2 separate regions of the Hordeum vulgare genome follow, and region 1 is linked to region 2. The links are chromatin contacts, called in public Hi-C maps. All regions are on one chromosome and are shown on one strand. The core of a region is the stretch at or near the end of the contact, and the rest is flanking DNA. Distances in the headings are between cores, read along the strand shown.

Region 1 (2,700 bases), core at 201-2,700, 260 kb after region 2:
TCGCAGGGCCAGGGCCCGACCCGTGGGAACCAGGGCATGTGGACGCGCTGCAGGAGAAGAGCAAGAAGTAATCAGATCAGGGACACCACTTGGTCATTCGGACCACGGTTTAAAATCTGAGCATTCTTCAGAGGAGAAACTGTACTAGTACTAGTACTAGTAGTAGTTCATACTTGAAATTGGAAGGGGAGAAGACCCCGATCCAGTCGCCGTCGCTTGCGCGGGGAATTTTGAATTCTACGGTCACCCAAGCCGTATCTTCGCCCTGTCGCCCACAACATCGTGTCAGTTTTTTTCTTTCTTTTTTTGGTTACATGCAGGAGGAAAAAAAAAAAGCAAGGACCAAGCAATACGGCCAGCGGGAATCAGCCCGAGTGATCACGCGTGCATATTCCATGGAATGTACTAACATCAGTTTGACCGGCGGCAGTCGGCACATGGCATGTGGTCACAGTGTGAAGGCTGAGGTGGCCGCACTAGCACGCGTACGTACAGCGCCATCCCCCTCGGTTCATGGGTTGACTTGACTTGGATAATGGACACTGGACACCCATGATCGATCGATCATCCGCTTGGATGTCATGTCGCCACCCACCGCGGGCTTTGGCACTTTGTCCCGAGGCGATTGGCCACGGTGCGTCGTGAGAACGGCCGGCCGCCCGGCCAAGCAAGCAGGACGACTGGCCAAGTGGCCGCTTGTGCGTAGCGTGCGATGTGCTGGGCCAACTGGCCGAGCTAGCATGCATGCCAATGCCAGGGCGCGCGGGAACGAAAGCGACGCGCTTGACTGCGCAGGAACGCCCCAGATAAGCTTGGGAGAGTTGAGCTCTGCCGGCCGGCCGGCCGCGCAGGACGGCGAGGAGTTACGTGCTTGAGCTAGAGCTAAAGCGGCTGCTAACTTACGTACGTACGTACCTACCGGAATGAAAGAAGGTGAGAAAGTGCGGGCATGGAGTGAACCAGTTTGCAGCGGGCTAGGTCCGTGCGCCTGCTGCTACAAGGGATGTAATAAAAGGCGAATGGAAGGAAAGGGGGGTGCAGGAGGAAGGTGGAAGCTGGTACGCACCCGCGAACCGAGGAGGTCGGGCGACGCGCGCACGGCGGCGGACGCGTCCAGGGCGACGCGGGCGCGGTGTATGGAGATCCGCGACAGCGGGTGCGCGCCGTGCCCGTCGGCGCGTCCGGCCCAGCACGCGGCGACGGCGACGGCGAGGGCGAGCAGGAGCAAGGGCAGGCGCGGGGCGCTGCCGCCTCCTCCTCTCCTCCTCATGCCTGTCTGCCTGCCTGCTTGCTTGCTTGATTGCTTGCTCTTCTGTCTGGCAGTCTGGGCATGGGACGGGGGCCGGCTTTGCTTTCTTTTATGGAAGAACACGCTCCGTGCCCTTGGCAGGAGAGAAGGCGACTGCGCGAGAGAGGGGGCGGGTCGACATTGTGTTGACTCTCTGCCCGTCTCTCCACGTCTTTGTGTTTATTTAACCGGATGAGACGGCGTTCGGGGTGATGCATCCACACATGATACGCAAGAGTTTTCCACGAGGGCTAATTATTGGCCCCAAATACTACTCCTTCCTTCCGTTCCTAAACATAAACATAAGGTGATTGACGACTAAGTTCAAATCACAGCAAAGCTTAATACCAGCATCGAAACCAATACTACCCGAAAGAGGCACGTACGGTTCCAATAGAACATTTTGAGATTCTAATACGCCTATACTAGGGAACAAAATCATTTTAAACCCTGAACTCGTAGAGGTTCGACGAAATGAATTTCAAAATTAAAATCCCGATCGATTGTATCCTCAATTATGTAATTCCGGTATAATCCAACCCTGATATTTTTTATCAAACCGGGATAGCAAAGGATGGCTGAGATTGTTTTTTACACACAACGGGTCGGGGTTGGTTGTGCTGCGCGTGCGGGGAAAAAGTCTAAACCCGCCTAGTTCGCTGTCCATCTGAAATAAAAAAATATATTCATGAATTTGGCAAAACATTCATGCATTTGAACAAATTAATAAATTTTAGAAAAATCACAAGTAGTTTAAAATAAATGTTCAATGCATATTAAAAAATTGTTCAACATAAAATATTTATAGTTTTTTTCGTTTGCTATTTCCTACTAAAATATTTATTGTTCAAACTTTTTCAATATTTATGTTTTTTTCCTCAGAATTGATGATTTTTTTATAAATTGATGACCTTTTAAATAAAAAATATGAACTTTTTCACTTTTTATGAACTTTTTTCCAAAATGATGAACGTTTTCAAATTCACATTTAAAGAAAATCGATGAACATTTTCTCAAAATCAGTGAACTTTTTAATTTTGCAGACAACCTAGACCAATCATTTTGTGAGTTTTTATTTTAAATTTCATCACCCTTTTTTAAACCGTGAACTTTTTTTACTTTATATTTTAAATTCCTGATTTTTCAAAAAACATACACATATATGTTGAACAGTCAACTGGTCCAGTCAATTAGTGATTTTTCTTTCTCAAAATTAGTGAAGTTGTTTTAATTCAAATAGCGCGGCTAGAAATGTTCTTAAATAGTGCACGCTGCATTCAATCACTAGCACTCGAATGATACAGTTGTAGCCGTTCTAGCACATGATTTGTGCGCCGTGAGTTCGGTTCCCGTGATTGCATATTTTTGGATGGTTGACAGAAGGGTGTGCGGCAGGCAGGCCGGCCATCAAA
Region 2 (2,700 bases), core at 188-2,687:
TTTTCATCATTAGCAACTTTGAATTTTCCTATTGTTTATTTTCAGAACGAAAGGTCGGCATTTCTTTAAGTAGGCAAAATGTGAAAGAATAGTGCATACTTTAAGCTGCTTCTTTTCCAGTTTGATCACATGGCTATCAGGCTAATCGGTTCCCTTCTTATATGTATTTTGGAAATCATGCTCTTTCTGTGAGCTATCATTAACATTTCGATCCGTGAGCAGGATGTTCGAATAAGCAAGGTATCTAAACAAAGTAGCCAAAAATTAAATGGCAAGGATGTCCATAAGCCGAAAAGCAATTAAGAGAATACACATGTGTGGGATAAAAATAAAGAACGTCTAGGTAGATGTAGCCTGTAGGCATATTATGTATATGGTCACCTGCATACTTAGCTAGTTAGCTTAAACACCCACAGCCAGCCTCTATGATGGCAGATAAAAAAAGGGCAAGTGTATGTTTCACCGTTTGAAGGGAAGGCAGAGCTCTGACTGCATACTAAAATGATACAGAATAAAAATGGGTGGCGGTATGCGAGAATAGTATTTTTGGCACCATCAAGCTTCAACACAACCCAGTAATACATCAAAATTGATGTATCGCACCCGCAGCGGAAATCAGATACCAACTCACCCATCCTGCAAGATGGAAAAGGAACAGAATGAGCATAACACAAATGAACTTCCAAGCTTGAAATGTCCATGGTCAATGAATGCAATCCCTGTCTAACAGAAGAATGAAACGAGGCACAATCGCCGAGAGGAACAAGATTAGCTGAACTTGTATCAGATGCACGTGACAGGCAAGTTACCATGACTAGTAAGTACTGGTACGCTTGCAAAATAGCACATCACCTATGCTCTGAACAAACGCTCTGAACAAACGATGTTCAGACTAATCTCTCAGCAGCAGAAAGCAGATTATACCGAATCGCCTATGCTCTGCAAGCCATAGTTGCGTGCAGAAACAAAAAAGCACGGCAACTCCTCTGATTCAGTAATTCAGTAGTTCAATCTTATCATCCCTACCCTGCCTGACGGACTCCGTTACAGGGCGCTGCGTGGACAAATCCAACTCCTGGACGAATCAAAGGCCGGCACCGCGCGTGCGCTACTCACTGGTGCTCACCAGGGTGGATCGAGCAAGCAGGCAGGGTTAGGAAACATGGTGGGGGGAGAGGGGAGGGGATGGTCGGGCGGATCGTACCATGACGTCCATGTGGAGCCAGTCGGCGCCGAGGCGGACCATGCGCTCGGCCTCCGAGGCGAGGTTGGCGAAGTCCGACGAGAGCATGGACGGCGCTATCTTCGCCGCCGCCGCCGCCGCCGCCGCCATGCTTGGTTTGGTTGCTTCCGATTGGAGGACCGGACCGGCGGTCGCTGGGCTGGGCGGTAGTTGAGGTCCAAAGTGGGGAAGCGGGCGACGTTCCGTTCGGGTCTGTCTGGACGGGACGGAGGCTGGTTTCACGCTTGTGTTTGGGGCAGGTGAGCCGCCTATGGCCCACTCGTCAGTGGCCGGAGGAGGGGCTGCTACTGCCAGGGCCAACACAATACTGTTCTTTTTTTCTTTCACCAACCCTAGGTTTTTTTTTGCGGCGAAAAAAGGATGTGATGAATTATTTGTTGAATTTCATGACTTGTAAAAGGCTGTGAAATGAGGGCTATTCTGATTGCTACTCACGATACCGTACGGTATACCTGGGCATACTTCGGGCCGGGCCAAAAAAAAGATGCTGAAAATCGAGGCTGAAGCCTGGCCCGGTCCAACCATCGGACCTAAATACTGGGCCCAAATCCGGAAAAGCCCGAATGGGCCCAAATCCAGAAAAGCCCGACTGGGCCCGATCGACAAGGCCTGACTAGGGCATAAAATAATTATTCTTTAAGCCTTTGCCCGGTTCGGCCCGATCGTCGGGGCCCGAGCCTGGTCCGATGGCATGTTAAAGCCCGGCCCGATCAGGGATTTTCGGGCCGTATCGGGTCGGGTCAACTGTTCATGGACAGGTATACCGTACGATGAGTTAGGGAAAACATTAGAGCAATTCCAACAGCTTTTTTGAAAATCTATCTCTATAGTTGATTTCTTGGCTTCTCGTAAAAGTTAAGAGAAGTTATTTGGAAGTAACTTTTGTCAGCTTCCCTAAACTTCCTCCCTTACATCCATTTTATTTTTCATTTTAATTAAATAAAAATATATAATTACCTAGGATTTGTCGGCCAGTGACACACTCGACAGCGAACTGTGCGGTGATCGTCTATGTGAGTTTGTGCCGGCGGCGTATCGACGAACGTGGCAAAGAGGTGGTGTGGAGTGGGATGCAAAAAGCTGGTCCTCCAGGCTGTTTTGTAGATATCATCTTCCTTCCATTCTCATTTGACGACAACATAGTTGATATTTGAAAAACATGGTTGGTATTTGACGATCCATTGCCGCAACTTTTGGATGAGGTGTGAAGTAAGATAGATTTGGTAGTCGAAACACATTCTTCGGGTTCCATCTTTCTTCGGCATGCATCGGGCCTGATTATCAGAACATTTTACAATGGCTCCTCTACTATTATTTCAGTCTCACCACAAAGACTAATGTGTCATGTAAGATAAGCTCTATCTCAATTAGTAGCAGTGCAATCTAAAGGGGGTAGTACTAGTTGTTGTTGTAGCAATGGATGGATACCCAAGGATCGATCGCCCTATCTCGTGGCG

What was found. Hi-C and Micro-C count contacts between places; a contact is called where the count stands out from the background.
Region 1: a Hi-C map of leaf shows a contact between it and region 2, with 2.3 times the contacts expected there. The contact joins the promoter of LOC123399767 here to the promoter of LOC123399764 in region 2. A contact is called at or near these places in 4 of 6 Hi-C or Micro-C datasets (leaf and seedling).

What each region holds. Positions count from the first base shown.
Region 1 is chr5H:487,352,652-487,355,351 of MorexV3_pseudomolecules_assembly, forward strand. It overlaps LOC123399767 (probable inactive purple acid phosphatase 27), which reads right to left and starts at 1,451. Exons shown (of 10, transcript XM_045094151.1): 1 at 1,067-1,451; 2 at 174-265; 3 at 1-47. The coding sequence starts at 1,270.
Region 2 is chr5H:487,088,100-487,090,799 of MorexV3_pseudomolecules_assembly, forward strand. It overlaps LOC123399764 (ribulose-phosphate 3-epimerase, cytoplasmic isoform), which reads right to left and starts at 1,438. Exons shown (of 8, transcript XM_045094149.1): 1 at 1,205-1,438; 2 at 632-636. The coding sequence starts at 1,333.